Linked DNA regions of Hordeum vulgare: region 1 is linked to region 2. A link is a contact called in public Hi-C data. All regions are on one chromosome and are shown on one strand. The core of a region is the stretch at or near the end of the contact, and the rest is flanking DNA. Distances in the headings are between cores, read along the strand shown.

Region 1 (6,357 bases), core at 2,520-5,019, 570 kb before region 2:
GCCATGTAAGTGTACATATTGGTGTAAACTTGTAGTAAGAATCCTAAAATGCAGGTACCTCCATGTTATTTTTACTGTAGTGGTTTATCTTCAATAGAGTAGGATTGGTTATAATGCTAAATGTACTATTGTCGAGATGTCTCAGATCTCCTCCATACATGAGAGGCGACTTAGCCATTGACCATAGTGTCATCTGCAAGGTCATATGAAACAAAAATTTCAGTGGATAAAACAAAATGAAAATCAGGCACGAAAATCACCAAGTGCAAACCTGTGCTTTCTGTTCTTCAAATGTAAGGTTACACAGCCTATGAGGGCCCTGATTGACACCTGCCTTATTAAAGGGAAAAAAGGTCTGTTCTAGTTATAAAACCACTTCATAGAATCAGCAAATTTCTCAGTACCCCAACAAATATCAGAAGATTACATGAGATGGAAAACAGCAGTGTCACTGACATGAGGCAACAGGCCCTACATGTAAGCCTCACACTGGATATTTTCCAGTTTACTCAATTTTGTGATGGTACAAGCTAATTTTCTTTTTCAAGGAAAACTAGTGCATAAGTTATAAGTTATAATTCAGGAATTAAGACCATGTTAGTTGAGTTTTTTCAAAATTAAGTATATTGAATGAGACGTGTCATATTCCAGGTCTATTTATGAAGTTGAAGACATGAATTATCATCGTAGTCTCAATCAATGAAAACTAGCAAGCAGAGATATCCATAATCTACAGCAACGATCCATAGAATATTGAGTTGGTGCAAACAAAAGCAGCATGAGTAATGTCGCATCGTACAGTTCTTATCTAGCGTACTAAATTATTTACAGCTTCTCTTTTTGCTAAGGTAAGTGACTAAACATCTTGGTTAGCAGCCACAGTGGGCAAGGGGAATCATAATTATTATGATACAAAGTAAAGATACAAATCATTACCCGGATCAGTTAGCCAGCCAAATGGAAGCATGTCTAAATCTGGCCAAGACTTCCCGCGTAATCCGGTGGCCCCGATCTTATTCGCAGCAGCGAAGGCACTGTGTGGAATAGGCAAACAAATAAGTTCCTATTTACTAGAGAATATAAAAAAACTGAATACAGAAATAAGGAGTATGTAATGGATATACAGAGAATATCTGTTTTGATTTACCTTGACACGGTAAAATGTGAACTAACATCTTTCCAGTTATCCCAATCGTCTCCTGTTATCCTATACATATTAACATGTTCACTGATGTTTTCGGCTAACGGTACAGTGACTTCAGTTCCTGGTGAGATGGACAATACTATTGGGCGGTCAAGCTCTCGCAGGAGCTGCAATGTGAAAATCAACTGATTCTGAAGGTGCACCAATTTCAAAGGGACTTGTGTAACTAACTCTAGGATGTGAAGTTATTTACCTGTGAAATAGTTATTACTTCTTCTGGGCTATAATCAGTACCAAAGATACAATCAACCTTCACTGCAAGAATGGTAGTTATGTCAACACTTAAGAAATGTCAACTACCCCCAAGGTGGGAGCTCTCTACCATATCATATCATGTAACTAACGTGAAGTACAAATTTAGAAGTAGCATACCAAAATCAACACCCCAATCCGCATACTGTCGGTAAAGAGATCTTAAGAAGGCCCGTCCAGCTCCAATATCAGTATTTACACTCATAAATCCATGTGGCATCCATGCACATGTTTTATGGGTCAGGCCAATATCACGAGCTGCCCATTGCCGACCATTCTCTACATAGGGTTTTCCCTGAAAAGGATAAGAAGGCACCACACTTAACAATAATAAAATGAAGTTCTATGACATTCGACACCACACTTAACAATAATAAAATGAAGTTCTATGACATTCTTTGAGTGCACATCATATTTTTCGCTTAGGTGGCATCTATGTTACTCCCACTGTGGGTAGTCTCATTTGGCAAAGAACATTATTGCCTCCTTTTAATAATATATTTATAACAGTATGATAGATACAGTAATGATAGACCATTGAAATCCATGAAGGTATCTCCACTGCTCCCATTATCATATCCCTTCATTTCATTATATTTCACAAATAAATTTATAGATTGCAACGCATGGCCAAGAATTCCATTTGTCTTCTGTTTTAACAGATAATTTTGAAACAACAGTATTAATAATCTAATAGCATTCCAGAAGAGGAAGCATACCGTCTCAATGTCCAAGATGGGTGTGTTCGCATTAACAGCCTGTGTACTTATTCCTTTCATTAAATGGATGCCGAATTTCAAACCCATCTCATGAACCTTGCTGGCAATTTGACTGAACCCTTTATCACCTTTGGATGATGGAAATCTTTGGAGGTCGGGAAACGGTCGACCCCACTCATCAATGTTGTCAAATCCATATGAATCTGTATATGCCCCATCAACATACCTCCGGTACCACAGGTAATCAATAACTGCATACTACCAGTAGGCAAGGGACAGAAATTTAATCAGATTCATCGTTGTTCATATTCTCTTATGCCATTAAGTATCGCCAAATAAAAGAATTCTGGTAGATCACCTGATATCCATGTGGTAGTAACTTTTCTGCCAAAATCTTTGCATTTTGCAAGTATGCAATTTCGTCAACTGTCCAAGAGAAAGAATCATAGGAATTCCATCCTCTTGGTGGTAACTCAGCATGTTGTTCATTTGCCTCAGAAGTAACCCTGAAAATGTTCAGTATGAACTAACTGGAGTCATTTCTCTTTAGCTTAATATCTGTTTGGCTGTCAAATGATTAAAATTATTGTCCAAAGGGAACATTTTCTTCTCAATGCTCGCTTAGCTCGTAGGAGTACTTCTTTTACATTAATACAATTATGCTACTAGGAAGCAAACCTAGGAACAATGGAACCCAGGAGGTGGCGTATCCCACCGACGAAGTATATCCCGTTAATGTATTTGAATAATCTTCTAGGAAGTCACTAATAAATGCAAGGCTAGGAACAATGTGACGTAAATTAAACAGAGGTGAAATCTTGATCAACGGGAGCAAACCGACTGTGTCAGAGAAGAAGAAACATTCACATATTAGTGATGCGGCCATCCTTTTCTTCGTAATCTCCTAAAGAAAACTGCAGGAGCTTCACAAACAAAGTGAGATTATATCTTAGAATCATTTAGGATCTGCTTCTTTTTTGTTTCCTATTGTTTTTGAGGCAGAATTTGTGTCCCACATGTTGTGCTAAATTATTTTCATATCATGGCACAAAATTGAGAGATGTATTTCCCTACTGTTTTTCATTAAAAAGGAAGAAGATATATTTGGAGCATATAATAATCTAAGAACAACACAATCTTGTCGACAATCAGATGCGCAATAGGAAATCTCGAATCAACTAATAATAACCGAAGGGGGCGTCCCGAGCTCTGGAAATATCTGGGACCCAAGCAGAAGAGAAAGCATTTCCGCCTAAAAAGACGCTGGTTGTGCGCGAGTGACACTCAGATGCGGCGAAATAATCATGAAACACGCACAGGAAACGCCACGAAAAGCGCATCGTTCTGGAGCATCCAGGTCACGGGACGAGATGGGAGCCGCACTGACCAGAGGCAGAGGAAGATGACGAGCGCGCGGAAGAAGAGATGGCGACGCCATGGCGGCGGAGAAGTTGGAGCTCCCAGTCCCAGTTCCATGCCAAACCTTATGGAGGTGAGCTGAGCAGAGTGGAGTGGAGAGGCACAGGCGGCATGGTGGTGAGATGGGCGAGCGATGATTGATGCACTGGAGGTTGGGAGTTGGGAGTCCGTGTCCTGTGGTGGGGCACAGAGGGAATGTCGTGTCGTGCTGCGCGATGCGGTGCGGTACGTGTGCGTTCCAAGCGTGAGAGTTGTGGCGTGTTTGGTGGCGCAAAATTTATGTTATAACCTTTTGTGCTAATAAAATTCGAAAGTGATCTTGTTTAATTTTTTTAAATGGCCTGTTATGATCACTCTAACACCCTTGACGATTGGGTTGCTTGGAAGACGACACGGTTCGTGACGTCTAACCCGTGGTTCGTACGACCGGCTGGCTCATTGCCCAGCTGACATGACAAACGGCCAGTCGTCAGGCACTCTAGTGTATGGTCCTTCCCGAGCGGATCACACAAGAGCTTTCTGGTAATATGGGTCACGTCATCGAGACGTCAAGGTACTTGACGTTTGGTCATTTATCACGTGCAAACGTCAGGATCCTTTACGTATGGTCATTTATCACGTGCAAACGTCAGGGTCTTTGGCGTTCGGTCCTTTGTCACGTCAACATATCAATGGGTTAGTCGGTTGTGCCGAACACGGACCAGATATCAGGGATCATGGCGCCTCCCATATTGACGTGACAAAAAAATCACTTTTTTTTTTAAAAAAACAAGGTTAATTCTGAATTTGTTAGTACAAAAGGTTAAAACACAAAATTTGTCCTTTTTGATGCTAGCCTAATTTTTCTCTCGCATGGATTTTAAAGCATCTACCAGTCAGACTCATTATCATTAGAAACGCTCTAAATCAGTCGTTTCCCTCTAAGTTAGGCTCGTGAGGTGCAGGGTGAAAAATATTGTGTCGAGCTCATGTCAGCACGGAGATGACGCGAAGGCCCCTGAGCTTCCTCTTTCTGTTTGACAAGCAGGACGTTTAGATCAAGAAGGCACTTGCGGACGCCCTTCTCAAACAAAAAGAGGAAGCTCGTTCTGAATATTAGCGGGAGCTTACTCTTTGAGAGACACGCTTTTCGAAGAAGAGCATAGCCCTTAAGGCCAAATGTTTGGGCCTTGAAAGGTAGCTGGGTTCCCTGAAGAGCTTTATTGGGGAGGCAGAGTCTGTGATGGAAGACAGTGAGAAGACTCCGGACAAAGCCGTGCAAAAACTCTCCAATTGTAAGGTAGAACTGTCACATCTTGAAACGTAGAACACCCAACTAGCGAGTGATTTCGCGCGACGGGGTGAAGAGATGGACTAGCTCCAGGGTCTACAAAAGATGTAGTGCGACGTCTTCCAAGATGTTCGCAATCGTGTCGATAACGTATCCAACGTATCGATAATTTATAAACTACTCATGTCATATTTACCTACGTTTACAATACTTTTATATGATTTTGACGCATTTTATGATTTAATTAGAACTAACCCGTATTAACGTTGTTTTCAGCAGAATTACCGTGTTATTGTTTTTTATGTAGAAAATAAAAATTCTTGGAATCGCCCGAAACTTTTTAACAATTTTTTCTGGACAATATGAGAAATACCGAAGCGAAGAACCATCGGAGGGGGCCACCTGCTGGCCACAAGCAAATAGGGCGCGTCCACCCCCCTAATTTTACTGAAGCAAAAAACAAAAACTTAACGTCCAGTACATAATTTCTCTTATTTTAGTGGAGCGTCAAAAAATTCTAAAAACACAGTTTTACTATGCAAATTCTTTGTGTTGTCATATTTCATAACCTTTAGAGTCAGGGAAATATGGTGTTCATTCAGATATTTACACATTGTTCTGTTTTTGACAGTTTCTATTTTGCATGCATAGTTTGCTTGTTTTATTCTTTCCGTAGATTAAATTCAGCGATATAAATTATGGGAATGATATAGTATAGTAGGTATTATGTGAGAACAATTATTAATCTTTTCTTGGCAGTACCTAAGGGAATGATTTGTCTTTATTACACTAACCCGTCTCACGAAGTTCCGTTAAGTTCTGTGTGATTAAAGTTTTCATGTTTTGGGTGAGATACCAATATGATGAGAATAAGGAGCAACATGAACCTAAGATTGGGGATGCCCAAGGCACCGCCAAGGTAATATCGAAGGAATACTCAAGCGTCTAAGCTTGGTGATGCCCGAGAAAGCATGCCCTTTTTCGTCTTCAACACTATCGATATATCTTACTTAGAGCTATATTTTTTTCATCACATAAAATATGTTTTGCTTGAAAAGTCATTTTATTTTATTTTAAACTTTGGTTGTTCTTATTTATAACCTCGTTTTTCAATAAGGAAGTTCCAAGAATTGCCTTTAGAATGCTTGAATTGCATGTGTGATGTGTGTTGTACACAAAAAAATGTTGTACTATTTGAATTATCAAATTTTTATGGAACGTGGAGAATTTCTGAATTTTTTACAAAGTACTGCCATACAATTTTTTTATCATGTCCTAAATTTTCATAATTTGTGGAGATACATATAGACTTTTAAATAAAATGCTACACACTGATATGTTTGGACAGATTGCTTTCATAGTTTTGTTATCTACTTATCATAGAGTATTCATGGATTATATTGGTAGATATAAATTATGAAAATGATAGTATATAGTACCTAATGTTTGAAAATTATTATTTAACTTGCCTTAGCAATACATTAAGTGTTGAT
Region 2 (6,656 bases), core at 2,068-4,567:
TTTAAAATCCAGATTTTTTTCTGAAAATGCAGAACATATTTGGAACTAGAAACAGAAAAGAACAAATAAAAAAGAAAAAAAAACGTGTTCAGGAACCTTCTAGAAGTTTCTCCAAACCAGAAATGAAACCTCTAGAAGGTTCCTAATACCGGGGCTCTCGAACAGTTATATGGACCGGCCGGTTGTGTTGCTGCTCGGTTGCGTGTGCGAAGCACCGACAACTTGATGCAATGGACGACAAATAACATATTTCATGGATTAGATCTTTTGAAAAAAAATCTAGAACAGGAATAGAAGCTCAAATAAAAATTAAAAGAAGTTCCAAAATACAAATACACATAATTTAAAATGTCAAATTCCACAAATACAAAATCCAACTAAAAGTAAAGAACAAAACCAAAAGTTTAATTTTGGTTGGTGTTTAATAAAATTAAACCCTCAAATTTATAATAACTCAATTTAATCAGATAAAACAAAACTAAATTTTCTAGTCCTACTTTTTAAAAATCTTTTTCTAAACATTCCGAACAAAGGCATGTTACACACATGCTGAAAGGTATGATAGCAGATAGTTTGATAGTAGGATAATTTGTATCAAGTAATTAGAGCATCTCCAAGAGCCGCGCGATATAAGCGTCGTGCTGGAAAAATATGTTTTTTGCACGCGCACAGCCGCTCCAGCGTAGGCTCAAAAACCGCGCACGCGGCATAAGGGTTCAGCATGCGGGGCGAAACGGCATCGCACGCCGCTTATTTCATGCGCGCGCTCCAGCGTGGTGCACACTCAAACGCGTGCGTCGCACCCTCTTCGACCGCGTCGCCACCGACAAATTCGCTCGATGGACGGCCGCACCGGCACCCCCCCTCACCCCTCACTACACCCGCGACCCCGTCGTCGTTGTCGTCGCCGCCGCCGGCGCAAACCCTAGCGCTGGGAGCTTTGGTTTCGCCTTCGTCGGTGCTCCTCCAACCACCGGTCTCGCGCGCGGCCTTTTCATGGTGCCACAGACAACCTCGGCGGCGGGTGGCGTCGCGCCGGCGCCCGCCATGAAGCCACGTGACCCCACTCGAAGCTCCCAAATGCGGCGGTGGCGAAGACGGGCAAGGTGTCCAAGAAGAAGAACAAGGTGGTGGACGGCTCCTCTAGACGACCGAAGAAGAGACTTGCAGGGCGTGCGACGGATGCGGCGGCGACCGAAGCGCCGACGAGCTCGCTTGCTGCGTCGGCGGTCGATGCGCACAAGGTGGTCATTGAAATGCCCACAAGGTAAAATTTTGCCCACTTTTTTCGTTGTTGTTTTTCGAATGGATACATATGGATAGCTTATTTGTTTTTTGTATATCCTTTGTAGTTTTAATGATGAGACATATATGTCAACTATGGGTGTTGGCTCCAACAATTCTCATTGATCTCAAACCAATGAGGTGCATTTTTATGATCATGAGTTTGAGGTAGACGAGGATGGTGAGGTTATCTTTGATGCACCGAAAGAAAGAGCGGGCAACTACACCATGGACAAACACATCTTGCTATGCAATACATGGTTGCAAGTGTCTAGGGATGCCACCGTTGGAGGGGACCAAAGTAGAGATGCATATTGGATCCGTATGAAGGAGCACTTTGATTTGCACAACAAATAGGAATTGACCGGTCAGAAAGATCTCTTTGCTTCCGGTGGTTGACAACCAACAAAGATTGTCAAAGGTGGGCGGCTGCACTTAAGGTAGTTGACACGTTAAACCCAAGTGCCACTAATGATAGAGATAGGGTAAGTGCCATTTCTTTCACGGTTCTTCCATGTTCATGTCTCTTCTTTGTTCATGCTTCTTCTTTAGTGTTTCAAGTGCTAACTTGTTCTTTTGTTTGTAGCTCACTATTGCACAAAACATATTTCAAGGAGAGGAGAAGAAGACCAAAAAAGGAAAGAACAAGAAAGGGTGGCCATTTACCTTGCCCCATTGCTATGATGCGTTGAAGCATGATGAGAAATGGAAGCCCCGTGAAGGTGCCAATGAGGAGAGCAACACACACAAGCAAACTATTGATTTGGATGATGACGAGGAGGAGGCATCAAGTGATGGCGGCAAGAGAAGCCCTACACCAAACTTGGTTGCCTACTCGAAGCCAAAAGACCAAATGGAGGCAAGAAAGACGCAAAAGAAAAGAAGAAGAGGAAAGGAGATGATGAGCTAAAACATGACATGGAAGCTATTGTGAACGCAAGGAAGGAAGCGACGAGGTGAGGAAGATGGCAAGGAAGCAAGATGCGGCGGCCGAGGAGAGGAGGTTGGCGGCCGAGGAGAGGAGGGTGGCGGTCGAGGAGAGGAAGGTGGCATTGGAGGAGAAGATATTGGCCATGCAGGAGCGAACTAGATTGTTGGAACGGGAGAAGTACTTGATCTTTATGGACACATCTACCCTCGATGAGAAGCAAAAGGAGTACGTCAATCTTGCCCATGAAGAAGTCTTGGTCAAAAAAAGAGTCATGACCATGGGAGGCATGGGAGCTCCTATGGACGGCATGAGTGGCATGGGCCGTGTGACATCTCCGGATTAGGCTACAGGTTGTAATCAAGCTACAGTAATCACACCCTAATGGTGCCATGTTATCAAGATTAGCTAAGATAAATTGCCACTTGATAAAAACCAAAACTAAATTCAAATTAAAATTAAAGTCAAATAAATTATTTCTTCAAACTATAAAATAAAAATCATGAATGAGTTGCAAATAATCCACTGGTGTTTCTAAAATTTGAACCACCATTTTTGTGAGTAATTAAAGCCCTTAAAACAATTAAAACATAAGACAAACAATAATTTTAATGCCCTTTTTAAATCATATAAATTTCCAAACCACTTTAAATAAATGTCAAACTTTTTATGGCAGTGTCTAAAAATGTAATATAGATAATGGACCGAGTTCTATATTTTTAAAAAAGATTACTCTTACTAAAATATATAAAACAGAAATAAAATAAAATAAAAAAGCAAAAATAAAAACATAAAAAAAGGGGAGAAAAGAAGCCCCTTCCCCCTTGGGCCGAAACCCAGCCTGGCCTCCCCAATCGGTCGGCCCGATCGGCCCACCCTGGGCCCTATACCCTCATCCCACCGACAATCCACCGCTGTCGCCCCACTCCCCCCTCTCCTCTCACTCCCCTATCCCCCTCGCCCCGACTGGATTGGGAGAACGTCCGCGCCGCCAACCTTCCTCGCCGGCCATCGCGCCCCTCCGCTGGATCCTCCTCACCGCCGGCCTCCCCCGCCTCCCCCCCGAGCCTGCTGCTACTCCCCTCCATACGGGGGTGAGTTGCTCCCTCCTTCCCTCCCCACTTCTCTTTCCCCCTTGGTCCGATTGTCGTGCGCACCCTATCCTTCGGCACCACTCCGGCGGCCCCTCCCCCTCGCCGCACCCTCCCCCCCACCGCAAGCTTGCCCGCCTTCGCCCCACTGCGGCACGCTGCTCCCCGCGCCGCCCGCTGCGCCGCTCGCCCCACGCCCAAGTCGTTGGCCTCCGCGGCTGCCCTGCACTGCGTGTGCCGCGCCCACGTCCTCCCGCACGCGGCCTCGCCCTGGCCAGGCGTCGGTGGCGCTCGTCGCTTATGCCCCCTTCGCCACCTACACCTCCAACCGCGCCCCTGCGCTGCGTCCGCCACCGCTCCCCACTGTGCCCCGGCCAGCGCATGGGCCTTCCCCTCTCCTCGGCGGCTGCTACTGATGCTGCCGGTCATGGCCAAAGCCATGGTCAAGGCAACCCAGCACGCGCGCGTGTGAGTGTGTGGCCGGTGCCACTACCAGGTGGGTCGGCCCTTGTTTAGATTCAGACTACTTTAGTTTAGGACTAATTAAAATACTTTAGTTAATTAGCCCGTGCACTAATTGGTGGCACCACCTAATTAACCTAATAATTAAATTAAATTAAATAATTTAATTAGTTTAAAGTTAATGACCCACTCATGCGTGGGGCCCTCTTAGTTAATTAGATGTTTTAATTAAATCAAACAACCCTGTATTTATGACAGATGGGCCCCACAGGTTAGTCTGACCATTGAGGAGTCATGTTGACTGCTGACATCATAGTGAGGTCATACTGATGTCATTTTAGTATTTTCTAATTGAACAAATATGTTAATTCCTAAAAAATAATAAAACTTTAAAAATTAATATAAAATAATCTGTAGTCAATGAAAATAATTTATATATGAAAGTTGATCAGAAAAATCACAAAATCTGAATACGCTATCCTTTCATTTGTCACATGCTCCTAGCATGATGAACATAGAACTTTCCTCCCCGATTTATCCTTGTGGTAGTAGCCACAAACCGAAGATATATCGTCAACTATTTTCCCGCTCCATCCATTACGTGTAATACTGTGTTAGCTCATACCTAGCGTCGCATATAGCCATGTCATGCTTTGTGATGCAATTGATTGCTCTATTATTTATAATGTTTCACCTATATTACTTCCTTTCCGGTAGACCCCAAGACCGATGATGATCCGGTGATTGACTTCTTCCTGGTCGAGGATCCGTTTTTGTCTGTAGAGCAACCAGGCAAGCAAACCCCCCTTGATCATTCCTATATCGCCTATTATTTCTTCCTCATGCTTGTATTAGATTTTTCTACTGTTGTAGATAGCTCCTATTCTGATGCATAACCTGTTTTTGATGAACTGCTACTTTATTTTACTGCACTTTAAACTGTTTAGTATAGGTGGAGCAGTGATCACCATTTACCCCTTAGTCCAGTTGCCCGCTTTATCACCAAATCTCGATCTACTGATCGACGAGCCAAGACCCTTCACATCACTCACACCCCCTAAGTCGTACGACGCTGCAGAGCTACTATCAAGTACCGAGGGTGACACCTCATTACGTACTCCGATGTTAGCGTTGTAGTGTAGTTGACTGGCGATGGTTCTCGGAAGGTGATTCCTCCTTCACCACCTTCGATAACGACTCTGTCGTACAACCCATCAAACGTGGTCCATTGAGGGTGATTCCTCCCTAGCCACCTTGATGGTTACATCATTCAGAATCCATCGATGGTGATACCTCGGATCCCTCTGATGTTACAGGCGCACAATTACTTGACCTTGCTACTGGGAAAATGATGAGGTGTGTTGCGGGTGGATTCCCGCGTAAATGTGACGGGGCGTGGCCGGGCATTCTAGGCCCTTGCCACACATCCTATAGACGGGGTGATGGGACCACATATCGTGGATTGCTGATTGTCGCTGCAGTGTTAATGCAAATGCTAAAGAGATTTGGGTATTTGATGTGAGTTGGTCGGGAGACCTTTTCGCGCTAACCTTCACCTGTGATAAGTTATGGGTACTCGACGTCGTGGTATCAGCTGAATCTCTTCAGACGTCAGCAACGGAGCTACGCGTGCCCGAGTGGCCGATATAAGCATCGTTCTTGTATAAGAGGTGCCATGACTGACATTGGACGCCCTTGCATCATGCAGGAGCGCAAAGGGTGATAGGCACATGACCCCTACGCACTTAGGATTTAGACCATCGAGCTAGCCCCCCTATTGAGCCTAGGTAGGGTTGCGACGTGTTGATGTTCTGAGGCCGGGCATGACCCATGAAAGTGTGTCCGGCTTGTTTATCAAGCGTGTTCGGTACTGTGGTGCACCCTGCAGGGATGAAAATTAACTATTCGAATAGCCATGTCCATGGTTACAGGACAACTTGGAGTTGTGCCCTGATCTTATACAACTTTAAATGTTACTTAACTGGAATGTTTGCTCCGGGATTGCTTTCTCGCAGGGAGTCGAGGAACGATCTTTGGGCATGACCTTAATTAATAATGCACAACAATAGGACTATATATTTGTGTTGCTTGCTCTACTCTCGTCTATTGCTGTAAGACGTTGAAGATGCTAGTCTTCGATAGGACTAGTCTCCTCTCTCTATTCTCGCATTGCTGCAGTCAGTCCACGTATAACCCCATTCCTTTAATACTGATGCATACTTAGTATAGTTCTGATGTTAGTCTTGCGAGTACTTTGGATGAGTACTCATTGTTGCCTTGCTCCCCTTTCGCCCCTTGATACAATTGTTTCGTCCAGATGATGGAGCCCAGGAGATGGCGTATCCCGCCGACCACGTCTGCTACCCCGACGATGTCTACTACTACGTGGAGGCCACTAACGACCAGGAGTAGTTTAGGAGGTTCCTAGGTAGGAGACCTCGCCTCGTTCAATCAATGTATCTTTTGTGCTAGCCTTCTCTAAGGCATTTCCTTATTTTATGTCTGTACTCAGATATTTGTTGCTTCCGCTGACTCATGTGTTTCTCGAGCTTCTATATTCTAGCCCTCGAGGCCCCTGACTTGTAATATGAAGTGTGTATGCTTTTATTTGTGTCTAGAGTTGTGTTGTGATATCTTCCCGTGGGTCCTTGATCTTGATCGTACGCATTTGCGTGTACGATTAGTGTACGGTCAAATCAAGGGCGTCACAGGCGGCATGTGTGGCATGTGCGACATGGCTACCATGGGAGGCATGTGTGGCTTCGGAGCTACCATAGGCGGCATGGGAGCATGGGTGGCTTCGGAGCTACAATGGGGGGCGTGGGAGGCATGGGTGGCTTCGGAGCTACAATGGGGGGCATGAAAGGCATGGGTAGCTTCAGAGATACCAT

The links. A called contact is a pair of places that touch in the nucleus more often than the background predicts.
Region 1: a contact with region 2 is called in a Hi-C map of seedling, with 4 times the contacts expected there. The contact joins the promoter of LOC123401014 here to the promoter of LOC123402033 in region 2. A contact is called at or near these places in 1 of 6 Hi-C or Micro-C datasets (seedling) and 1 of 1 datasets of contacts at active chromatin or transcription factors (embryo).

The regions. Positions count from the first base shown.
Region 1 is chr6H:346,728,062-346,734,418 of MorexV3_pseudomolecules_assembly, reverse strand. LOC123401014 reads right to left here and starts at 3,769. Exons shown (of 14, transcript XM_045094732.1): 1 at 3,563-3,769; 2 at 2,534-2,681; 3 at 2,176-2,433; 4 at 1,577-1,751; 5 at 1,398-1,459; 6 at 1,148-1,311; 7 at 937-1,034; 8 at 272-330; 9 at 59-193. The coding sequence starts at 3,651.
Region 2 is chr6H:346,156,642-346,163,297 of MorexV3_pseudomolecules_assembly, reverse strand. LOC123402033 reads left to right here and starts at 3,317. Exons shown (of 3, transcript XM_045095891.1): 1 at 3,317-3,799; 2 at 4,483-4,557; 3 at 6,083-6,217. The coding sequence starts at 3,604. The coding sequence ends at 6,177.